Regions from separate parts of the Mus musculus genome. Here all the other regions are linked to region 1. A link is a contact called in public HiChIP or PLAC-seq data. All regions are on one chromosome and are shown on one strand. Each heading gives the region's core, a stretch centred on a gene start, on an enhancer-like site or on the middle of the called end of the contact. The rest is flanking DNA. Distances are from core to core; before and after follow the strand shown. Region 1 holds the start of Coro2a (coronin, actin binding protein 2A). Region 2 has its middle 13 kb from the start of Gm52732. Region 3 overlaps Col15a1 (collagen, type XV, alpha 1).

The links. HiChIP or PLAC-seq counts read pairs in DNA pulled down with a chosen protein or histone mark.
Region 2: an H3K27ac HiChIP or PLAC-seq map of microglia shows a contact between it and region 1, with 4 times the contacts expected there. The contact joins the enhancer-like site here to the promoter of Coro2a in region 1. A contact is called at or near these places in 4 of 115 datasets of contacts at active chromatin or transcription factors (T-cell acute lymphoblastic leukemia, bone marrow-derived macrophages, microglia and 1 more).
Region 3: an H3K27ac HiChIP or PLAC-seq map of T-cell acute lymphoblastic leukemia shows a contact between it and region 1, with 2.3 times the contacts expected there. The contact joins the enhancer-like site here to the promoter of Coro2a in region 1. A contact is called at or near these places in 1 of 39 promoter capture datasets (hippocampal neurons) and 4 of 115 datasets of contacts at active chromatin or transcription factors (T-cell acute lymphoblastic leukemia, bone marrow-derived macrophages, microglia and 1 more).

The regions. Positions count from the first base shown.
Region 1 is chr4:46,600,213-46,603,998 of GRCm38.p6, reverse strand. Coro2a (coronin, actin binding protein 2A) reads left to right here and starts at 2,070. Exons shown (of 12, transcript NM_001164804.1): 1 at 2,070-2,182.
Region 2 is chr4:47,314,065-47,317,850 of GRCm38.p6, reverse strand. No RefSeq gene overlaps it. Among named protein-coding and RNA genes, the nearest start is that of Gm52732, 13 kb to the right of the region's middle. Within about 2 kb of position 2,155, at least 104 of the 459 cell types and tissues checked have an H3K27ac peak or open chromatin away from gene starts, as enhancers often do. A contact at or near this core is called in bone marrow-derived macrophages and microglia, where this site is marked.
Region 3 is chr4:47,292,399-47,296,184 of GRCm38.p6, reverse strand. Col15a1 (collagen, type XV, alpha 1) reads right to left here. Exons shown (of 40, transcript NM_009928.3): 26 at 3,656-3,715; 27 at 2,937-3,005; 28 at 2,778-2,819; 29 at 62-107. Gm52732 (a long non-coding RNA gene) reads left to right here. Exons shown (of 3, transcript XR_003955396.1): 3 at 1-2,429. Among named protein-coding and RNA genes, the nearest start is that of Gm52732, 8.9 kb to the left of the region's middle. Within about 2 kb of position 2,199, at least 147 of the 459 cell types and tissues checked have an H3K27ac peak or open chromatin away from gene starts, as enhancers often do. A contact at or near this core is called in T-cell acute lymphoblastic leukemia, bone marrow-derived macrophages, hippocampal neurons and 1 more, where this site is marked.

The sequences.
Region 1 (3,786 bases), core at 821-3,320:
CTATCTTCTCCCAGTACAACACACACACACACACACACACACACACACACACACACACGGCCACATTCTACAGGACAAGTAGAAAGTCAATCAGTGATGTCTCCCAACCCAACACGTCCCATAGTGTCTGACCCCATAGTGTCTGAGCAGGCCCTGGTAGGCTGTGTCCCCTTGTGTGTAACTTAGGGGTTGTCAGGGGCTGCCTTCCACACCTGAGGTAGGATTAGGAACCGGTAAGAGGACACAGGGAAAGCCCCTCCCCAGACACAGAAGAGGCATGCCAGGTTCCAGGTCTCCCCTCTGATTTACGGGTCCACGTGCCCACAGTCCCCCAGATAATCCTGTCAAACAAGCCTGTCCCAACAGACAACTGGCCTGGCACCATGAAAAAAGAGTTTCTTTTAAGATGATTTTGAAAGAGACCTTCCAAAGGAGATGATGCGAGCGGGAGCTTGGGAATGATGCTGAGAGAGAGAGGACCACCAGACCCTAGCCTCCGCCTTTACTGTGTTGGGGCATCCAGATGAGTCAGCCTGCTCCAGGGTAAAGCCAAGTCAGAAACACTGTGGTGGGCCTGGCATGGTGGCCCCAGCCTTTAGGAGGTAGACAGGAGAATGAGTTCATGGGTTCTTCTTAGTTCATAGACAGTCTAAGACCGACCTGGGCTATGTGGGACCCTCCTTAAAAAAATTAATAAATGGGCTGGTAAAATGCCTAAGAGGGTGATAGTGCTGTCTCAGGAGCCAGGCAGCCTGAGACCTGTCCCCAGGAACCATGTAAAAAGCTGAATGCAGCCCTCCTACTTGGAGATGGGAGGCATCTGATATATTGCCCGATAGCTCAGGGACAGTCAGCCAGGAATATGTAGCATTGCAGAAATAAGATGAAAGGAAAGAACTAACTTCTGAAAGTTTGCACACACACACACACACACACACACACACACACACACTCGTTAAAAAGTGACAAAAATGTTTTAGATTACCATGGACCCTTGAGGGCAAAGGTCCAACTGCTGCGGTTGTGCGCTGTGTGCTTCTGCCAGTGCAGCTCCAAGCGGGATGCAGGGGGAATTCAGACGTGGGAAACCCACAGCTCTAGGAAGAAAACCGGCCCAGGGCCCTGTGGTTCAGCAGGAACTAGAGGAAGGCTTTAGCGACTGCTGTTCTAAAGTGATCAAGGACTCACCAGAGCTGAGTGTGGTGGTGTAGTCCTACAATCCCAGCTCCTAGAGGCTGAGGGAGGAAGATGGCTAGTTCAAAGCCAACCTAAGCAATTTAGTGAACTCTTGTTTCAGAAAAAGAGGAGAGGTCTCACAGTGTAGCTCAAAGGTAGAATACTTGCCTGGCAAGCATATGCACGGTCCTAATGTTCAATCCCACCATCACAAATCATACACACACACACATTAAATTTGTTATAGAGCCTACCAAGAACTCAGCTAAAGTCTCAACTTCTTGTCTATGAAATGGGAGTATTATGACTACATTGAAGGCGTTGGTAGATCAAATGTAATAAATTGTGTTCTTAGTTAACAATATATACAATACCTACTTTGTGCCAGGTACAGTGCTAGTCTCCCTCCTCCCCCCCGCCCCCCACCAAACACATCACTACAAGACACGAAGAACACTTTCCAAGACAGGTGGTGTGGCGTGGTTATTATGAAAGATATGACGTCCTATCTTCCATATTCAGTGAGCACCCGGCTGAAAGAGGGAGCGGCTTGGACGCAGCGCCCCCTAATGGCAGCAGTGGGAAGGATCTCCCGGATGCGCAGCCGCCCTCCGCTCTCCAGTTCTCCCGCCGCCTGCAGAGCTGCGGTCCCGGCGCTCGCTGCGGGATCCAGCTTCGAGCCATCTGGGAGGCAGGCGCGATGACAGTCTCCATCTCAGCAAGGGGAAACTGAGGTTCGGGACCCGAGTCCCACCCAAAGCCTGCGGCGAGAGCGTGTCGGAGGCGAGAGTGTGTGCACGCGGGACGGGAACCGAGCTGCGGGCGACGGGCGGCGCACAGGCGGGGCCTCTCCGTCCCGCCCCGCCCCGACCCCGCCCGGCCCGGTCCCGCCCGCCGGGCTGCGCGGGGAGGCGGCGGCACTGGGCGCGGGGACTCGGCGGGCGGCGCGAAGCGCGGAGCGGGAGCCGGAGCCGCCGCCGCCGCCACCTGCGCGGCAGCCAACAAGGTAGGGTGGGACCGGGCCGGGCGGGACGCTCGCTGCGCCCGGGCTGCGGCTCTGTGGCGGGAGGGATGCTGTCCCCGGCGTCGCGGAGACCTATCCTCCAGACCCCCGCACGATCTCACACAAAGCTCTGCCCCGCTCCAGTCCTCAGTTTCCCCATCGGGATACTGGTGCGGCCGCTCCCTCAGTGGGTGACTAGGAGCAGCGACCCCCAGGTTCGCGCTCCAGAGGTTAGGGGCCAGTCCTTACCGCCCGCGCCTCTTGCGGCGGTGAGCGGCCCGCCCTGGGCGCGGCAGCCAGTCTCGACAGGCCCCGGTGTGGCCCAGGTGCCCCGTGGACCCGAGTCGTGATTGTTCCTGTCCTGGCTGGGTTACCCGCGGGGGCCTCAGCTTCCAGTCCCGGGAAACGGTGGAGGAGGAAGCATCCCTGAGTCCCTGCCGAGGCGACCTGGGCGCGCGGGTGGGGCGAGCAGTCTGCTACCCAGACCAGGCTCATCGCCTGGAGCTGGAGGAGGAGCCCCGCGCTGGCAATGGCCAGATCTCAGCCTCAGACCTGCCTGGACCCGAGCCGAGCAAACACCCACCTGCATTCGGGCAATGGAGAAGGACGTCCTGGTCCGCGCCCTGGCCAGCTGCCGGAGCCCAGTTCTGCGTACCAGCCTGGTGGGACAGGGTTGGTACTACCACACTCGGTCCTCAGTCCACTTGCCAGGAAAACAGTGTCTCCGGGGGTTGGGGGACTGAGCATGTATCTAGGGGTGCAGTGACTCCAGGATCTTTAAAGACCTCTGGTGTAGGGCTGGGAAGTTCTATAAGATGCCTTTTGATGAAGGTCTTATGTTGCATTCTTCTCGAGATGGGGACTCTCACTAGCGAAACTGGGGAATCTGGTCCCACTGTGGCTGCAATCCTGATAGTGTCCCTTAGCTAGCATGTGGCCCTTCTGTCTCAGAGCCTGCTCTTCTGCGAATGCTCCAGGGACTTGTTCATAACCACCTGTGCCTCAGCACAGGAATGTGTCCTTACACGTCCCTCGCCTCCAGACATCTCTTGAGGGATGTGGAGGGAGAGAAAGGCTTAAGCCCATCTCTGGACACTTCTGCCTCATTTCCTGACATCTGTCCCCACTAAGGAACAGGCTCAGCACCTCCTGATCGCCTGTCTCCCTCTCCCTCACCCAAGGACTTTCTTAAGGCTAAAAGAGGAGACCCTTCCCTTTCCCCAGGCCAGCGCCGGTAGTGAGCCCTACGTCATCTAAGTGTACAGGCAGAGGGCTGGGTGGGCATCATAGGGTGCTGTGCGTTGCCAGGGCCAAAGCAGTGTGGCAGGGGACCTTGCCCTGTGGCCCCAACCTGGAGCTTCGCTGCAAATGAGTGTTATTATCCCCTCATAAAGGGAGACTAAGTATAAGTGTGGCTGCCAGAGCCCAGCGCCAGCTCGAAAGCCTAAGTACCACCTGAGTCCCCTGTCATTGGGAACGTTTGTGATCTGGGAGGCTACAGTGATGGCGCATGAGCAGGCAGGTCCTGATTATTACAAAGTCATCCCGAACTTTAAAAATGTACTGTGGAGTTGTGGATTCTCTGACCTGAAAGGGTCTCTAGAAAC
Region 2 (3,786 bases), core at 906-3,405, 710 kb before region 1:
TTTGACTCACACTCTTAGAGAGAAGTTTCAGCCCATGGTGGTATAGAAGCATGGTGGTTAGAAACGCTCCATCTGTGGCAGCAGGAGCTTGAGGCAGAGGCTGTTCACATGGCTCATGGGCAGACATAACCTTCAAAGGCCAACCCTCCAGTGACCTCCTTCAGCCAGCCAGGCCCCACCTCCTAAAGGTTCCACAACCTTCAAAAACAGTGCCACAGGCTGGGGACCAAGCATTTAGATCTTGAGCCTGTGGGGGAACTTTTTGGACTTAAGCCATAAATAACATTGAAGTTCCAAACACTTAGTGTTTCTGGATGTTATAACTGCTGATGGGACAGTCAATCAATAATTGCTGAACGAAATAGCTAGCAAAGAGAAGTGTGAACATTTGCAACACAAAGAGATAGTGAGTGTCTGAGGAGATGTGAATGTCATCACCCTGATCTGACCCTCGCTCTACTCATGTCACACACACTACAAACACATCAAATGTATATACAATTGTTTTTGCACCACGTAAAAATAACACAAATATTTCTTGAGTGAATGACTAAATAATCAGCCATTCAGGCCCTGTTAGATGGTTGTGTCATTCACTGAGAGGGAGAGCAAGCCTAAAAGAAGAAAAAAGAAGTTTCTTTATACCAGAGTTCTGGGTCCTTTTTAGAACTCGGCACACTGGCCAGGCTCATGCAGGAGATAGGAAGTCTACTTCACACTGTGTCCCTGCTAACCCAAAGGGATCTACCCCTAGTCTCAGGACTGAGCTCTTACTAAGTAAGATGATAAAAAGCATTTTAGTTGCCAGAGTTTGGAAAAAGGAGTGGAAAGCAGGGCAGCCAGAGTATGTGGGGAAAGCGGATACTCACTAGCAACAGTCAGGGTTGTACCAGGGAGGACATGGGGAATCAGTCCTGGGCTTGAAGATGGCTGGAAAAGCTATGTGGATTGGGAGATAGCATCTAGCACAGCATGGGGAAGAAAGCTCGGCTCCTCCTGGTTACACCTGGCCAGGCGAAGAATGGCAGGCACACCGAAGTGCTAAAACATCACTTCCAACACTACAAGTAAGCTCATCCAATGAGGAGCACTTTCAGTGATTCCCTATTTGTCAAAGGAAAACACTGAGTTAGTTGCAGGGAAGGATTAAATGCAGGGATGATGCTCAGCTTGACTTGGAAAACTCGCCAGTGATGACGTGGACAGCAAGCGGCAGAGCCAAAATTCAGAGGCAAAGAACTCTCCAGCATTTGACTGCCACACGAATTAGAGGACCCGACAGAAGTCAAGACAGGGAAACCTATTACTGGCTAGAAAAGGCTTTGAAGAGACTCAGTGCTTTCCTGGTGACTCAGAGCTCAGAAGCAGCTGGAAAAGTCTCTCTCTTGCTACTAGGTTAAGGGAGACTGGGACAATGCATTTGTCTTGACTGGAGAGTTCCTGAGTGCCGAGGGATGTGCATGGAATTCAGAACAGTCTGTGGCATTTAGAGTTGTCTTGGTCAGGTTGTATTTATATATTTATGCACAGGATAACAGTTAAAGAGGAGGAGGCCAGGAATTGGAAGGGGTCATGAAAGGAGTTGGAGAAAGGAAACTTAAAAATGATTTAAAAAAAAATGGAAGGGGTTGGTGGACTTGAAAAAGGAGCCACCATTTATTTATGTTTGTGTCTCCACAATGAAACATGATCAGGAGAAAAAAGATGAGTATCCCAGAGACTTCTGAGTGAATGAGCAAACTAACCAACCCAGAGCCAATCCCATCCAGCGCTTCAGATCTTCCCGATGTGCCTGCCCATTCATTGTAAGATAAAGTTTAGATGCTTTACTGTAGAACTCCAAGCTGACGTGAGCTCACTTCTGCCTGCCTGCCCACACCATCCCATCCCTCTTGCTGGCCAGGATGAATCTGTGTTTTAATCTTTTCAGTGTTCTGGTCATTTCAGAGACCTTAGGCATTTTGGATGGAGGAAGTTTTGTTTTCTCCTGCAAGTCTCCTCTCTGGTGAGGCTGCCCATCACAGCCCTGGACACTGGACACACAACTCAAGTGAGGCCAGTGGTGGTCATTTTTAGGAACTGACGTAACCCCCATGGGGAGAGGAAGCCTCCCCTTCCCTCTGTGGGTGTGAGCTCTTGGTTAACAGAGAGCAATGCAGGTCTGAAGCTGTCTGCACCCTGACCCACGAAGGCAGCTTGTCTTTGGTTGAAAGGAAGGAGACATACACAGAGAAAAGCAGAAGTCAGCCTGCCAGCCAGACAGCCAGATGGGAAGATGACCTTAACCCAAGTGTGACATTACCACATTAAGTCTGTACTCCTGTCCCACTTCTTGTTCTCATGAACAAACTCATTCCTCTTTTTATTTTTACTCTTTATTTTTCTGAACCTTAACTAATACTCAGCCACGATACTAGGCTGTTGACAGTTCCCACAATTCTGCTTCTATCCTGTTCACGTACAGATGACAGCCCTCAGCCAAGGGATCCAGAGGACACTGGAGACCTGAGGGTAGTTCCTGTGACCCAGTTTTTTCATCTTACCAGGTCTGTTTCAGGCCATATCATGGAGTCACACCAGACTCTTCCCCACCACCACCACCACCCCACATCCCCACCCATACCCGCACACCCTCCCACCGCCATCCCCACCCCTACCTTCCCACCCCCTGAGCTGCTCCGCTCATTTGCTATTCTGTTCTTCCCAAGCTGTTGTCCTCATAAGATCGGCCCCCTCTCCTACGTGGGTTGGCAGCCGTTTCTCTTGCTCTGGTTATATTGCTGGATGGAAGATCCAGGAAGGTTGAAGCCACAAGCTTAAGACCTGAAGGTCTTTGATACAGACACAGAGCACCCTCAAAGCCCTCCAGCTTATAGAGGTTATAGCCATACATACCTACATATTCCTTCCTGTGTTTGGCCTGGGTGAGGGTTGGCTTAACAGCCTTCTAGTACCCCCAAGTCGTCCAGGCCAATGCGTAGTGAAGGCTTGGAGACCCTTCAGCCACTATGTTTTAGCTAGCTGAGTGTTATATTTCAGGTGTGAAGTATGCCAGGTAGCCAGTGAGAGGGGTATGACACCAGGTATGTCAGCCTAGGGGATGTCACAGCAGTGTTGTGGGAAGGAAGAGACAATGATTAAGGCTTTGCTAAGATGGTACAGGACATGACGTGGCCCATCAGAAGAGTCTATGTGGTTTGCCTAAGAGACCCTGTGAAAGACCAGACAGGTAGATTTTGGCATGGGACAGGAAAGATTAGCAAGGCAAACACTCAGTGAAGTCTCTTGAATGCCAAGCACAGGATTGGAATGATTGGTCAGAGTGCACGTAGCTGTAGTTGACTCTTGTCTGTGAACGTAGGTCCTCCAGGGCATGCAGAGGGGGAAAGTCTCACCACCCTCTCCTAGGGTCAGGAGAAGTGGGCATCTCTCTTCCTGGCTTCCCTCAGCTCTGCTCCACCGTGTCCTTTCTATGGTCTCTGTTCTGGTGGGCTCTGACTGGTGTGGGTGACATCTATACTTCCTGACTCAGCACCCTCCTGTCCTCTTCCTCGTGCCACTGTGCCCATGCCAAGAACTCCCCACCTGTAACTTAGCACTGGATCTGTCCCCAGCCATCTACCACTGGGACTTTCCCCTGTAGCCATTTCTGTTTCTGACTCATTAGAAAGATTCTATGCTCTTCCTGCTGTGGATTTTGAAGTGGACGGTCTGGGTTGTTTTGTTTTATATTGTTTTGGTTTTGTTCTGAATTTCCTTCCTACTTCAAGGACTTAGGAGGATGCA
Region 3 (3,786 bases), core at 950-3,449, 690 kb before region 1:
ATCCATGGCCAGCACTAGGTCAGGAATGTCCCTGAGAAACCATGAAGAAAAGAGTGTGTACCGTGGAAAGTGACAAGCTCTGGGTCGCCAGGGTGAGCGGTACCAACCTGGGGAGAGAGAAAGGCCCAGTCAGACATGGGAAGCCCTGCCCCAGCATTTGTCCTGGGGACAAATCGCAGAGGATGAAATGACACTGGCCAGGCTTCTATTTGGCTTTGGAATACTCCTCAGTACCCTCAACACAGACTTCTCAGGCCTTCATTTGGGAAACCCATGATGTAGCTGGCCTCGAGCACACAGCATTGAGATTTCTGGCCAAAAATCTAAGCAGAAGGGAAACACAAGGCTTCCAGACTGCATTCGTGAGTGCAGCCAATGCTGAGTGTCTTGGCCTCCTTTCTTATCAATTAGGATTGGCTCACATGTGAGGCCAAGTGTCCAAGCCAGCTCTGAGCAAGTTCTGAAGCTGGGCCAATCGTCTGCTTTGCTACTGAGTGTAATCAGAGACAGGCATAAGGCACAGGTCAGGCAGCAGTGGCAGTGACAAATAGCAGGGTTGTCATTAGATTGGAGGGGCTTTTATGGACTCTTCATTAGGTGACAGGGGTCTGGAATCCAAGCAGTTCTGGATAACACTGTTCAACTGTCTTAGCTTCATTCCTTGTTACTGTGATTGGAAACCCTAGCGAAAGCAACTTGTGGGAGAAAGGGTTTATTTGGTTTACAACTCCAGGTTACAGTCCATCACTGCTGTGAAGTCAAGGCAGCACTGCATGGAAGCAGTTAGTCACATTAAATCCACAGTCAAGAGCAGAGAGCAATGAATTAATGTATGCACGTGAATGTCAGCTCACTTTCTCCACTCTTAGGCAGCTTAGAATCTCTTGCCTAGGGTATGGTGTCTAGTATAGTGGGCAGGTTTTCCTGTCTTGGCTTAGGTAATCTAGATAATTCCAGGCCAACCTGATCTAGACAACTCCTTATTGAGACTCTTTTCTCGGCCAATTTGATTTGTTCTATGTTGACAATTAAAGGTAACCATCTCACTCTGCCTCCATCTTTCCCCAGAAGATGCTCCACCTAGATCTGGGATCTTTCTGTGCTTGTAAGTGGGGATTGCAAGCTGCTTAGGGGTCATCATGAAAAGATATTGGGAAGAGGAAGGAACCTTCCAGAAAGAAAATCTAAGGACGACCTTTACAAGTGGTTAAGCAAGGTGGTAGGAGTATATAAACTGTCATGATGTTAAACTGATGAAACTGGAAGATGCTTGCGAAGTGCTGGGTGTGTTTCTGTTTGATAATGTCTACTTTGAGGGCCTCGTAGGAAACACCCATGCCTCCAAACGCTACGGTGTCCCAGTATGCCACAGGAAATTAAAACAAGACAAAACACGTTGAGCCTGGCATTGAGTTTAAGTCACTCCATAACTGCCCCACCATCCCCCGAGTGTAGATACCACACAGGGTTCCACTACAGGTTGTACAACTGCAGTATCATTCCCACAACAGTCTAAAGTTTGTGGTCTTCTGTCTCATACTTGGTGTGTTGGGATTGTTTGTGGGAGGTAGTAAGGAGGTGGGGCTCTGTGTTGAGAGGAGGGACCTTGAGCTCTGGGAAACAGTGGGACCTAGGCAGCCTCTGCCCTTGTATGAGGAGATGCAGTGTTTTCTTGGGGTATCTCCAGAAGCTGCACTTGCAGCAGATGCCTCGCTACAGTTATCTGGATAAACACGCCCTTGGTGCTGCTGTTGGGCTCACTTGGAGCTTCAGCCCTGTCCCCTGGGGGATCCCGCGCTCTGCCTTCCAGGCTAGCATGCTTGGACCGTGGGCTGCCCACATGGACGCCTCAAAGGTCAGATTTGGACATAGGCCTAGGCCAATACACAGCCAGCCGGCCTGCATCAGTTAGAGGCATCAGCGACCAGCAGCATTCCCATTCCCACGGGAATCAGTATAAGCCCACTTCAAAGAATATTTTGAAATGATCATCTGCAAACTCCAGAAAGCAGAGACCACGTCTGTCTAGGTCATTCCTGTGTTCCCCCCGGGGCCTAGCAAGAGTCCTTGGCACTGGGGAGAGCTCAGTAAATATTTACTGAAAGAATGAGAGAATGATTGCGCACAGATCCATGACTCATGCCTTGTCCCCGTGTTTCCTCACAGAAATAAATGTCTCCCTATGATACTGGCAAAATCCTACAGACGGTACTGCCAACTGCCTGGGGGAGGGGGAGGCTGGGCAAGGATCACAGTGCCTGCACCTGCTTCCTGGTCACCAGGAGATCTGAGCTGTGGTCCCAGCTGCCCCATGCTCCGTGACCTTGGGCTAACCAAAGAGCTTCTGTGGGTAGCTGTCTTCCCATGATAACTGGGAGAGATAACGCTTGCCTCTTGGGTAACTCAATCTTTGAGGAGGATGGAACTGAGTAGTTACAAATTTTAACCCCCAGTTCCCAGCTCAGAGGCCACGAGTTCCGGTCACTTCTTTTAGTTAAGAAGGAGTCTATTTTGCAATTTTATGCTTCTTCCGCCCCTGAGGCCAAATGTTTGTTTTACTAATAGACGACTCACTGTTAAAATAAGCCAGTGTGTGGTATTTCATTACCAGGGTCTATTATCTAGAAACTTCTAGATCTTTAAGGGCCTATATGTAGATAGATGATATCAGAGAGTAGACATACAGGAATGGAAAAGTGCCCAAGGCAAGATGGATCCGTTTCCTAAAACAGGCACTGGTACTTAGCCTGCTGCATGAAGACATGAGAGTTACTTACTGGTGTTTTGCAGTGTGGCCGGGCAGGTATTGGAAAAACAGCCTGTGGAAAGAGAATATGAGGGGTGAAGGCATCAGGAAACCTAGCACCAGCTGAGGCCAATCTGGTGCTCACTGCAGGGTCCCCAGGAAAGCTTCTCCCAACCCCATCCTAACTTACGCCTTTGATGTTAACCACAGCTCCAGGGGGCCCTGGGGGCCCTGGGGGTCCAGGTAGGCCAGGTGGACCCTGAAGGAAGAAAAGAAAAGCCGCTGCTGTGTTTAAGGATGTGGGAGGCAGCTACAGCATTTGCTACACACTCTGAGCTGGAAGCTGGGAGGGAGTAGCTTCCAGAGCACTCCCTCATCTGGGGCATACTGAAAAGGGTTGGTAAAGCATGCGGGAGACAGCTGGACAGCTATGCCGTCCTGGCTGACACCCACAAATAATGAGGCCCAGAGAAGGGATACAACCTGCTCAGAGCCACACAGCAGCTCACAGAGAACTGAAATTGGAACCCAGATTCTGGTTCCCGGAGCAATGCTCCGTTAAGATCTGCATTCCTGGGCCGTGTGTGGGAGCAAGGAGGGGGGACACAGGATGCATAGAACCCCTTTTCTTTCCTTCTCCTTTCTGTCTGGTGTCTGCATTGGGGAGACTGACACTCTTCAGCATGGGAATGGTCTAGGTGGGACACAGGACCCTCCTGAGAGTGAGATGGGGGGGAGCGGGGCTGAGTGTGTGCACCTCTGGAAGCAATGGAGGAAGAAAGAAAGCTTCCCTGAGCACACATTCTGCAGGCCCCACTCATTGAACTTCGAGGTACTGGACACTCTAACAGGATCTCGTCTGCACTGCAGCCCCAGGGCATGAGGTGCAGAAGTAGCCATGGTACTCACAGGCAGCGTGACCCCTCGATCTCCTTTGGCACCCTTGAGGCCATTCAGTCCTGGGCGACCCTGAGATACACACAAGATGCCTTAGTGAGCTCTTGCTGTGGGTCAGCTTTGCCACCACATGCCCCATCTTT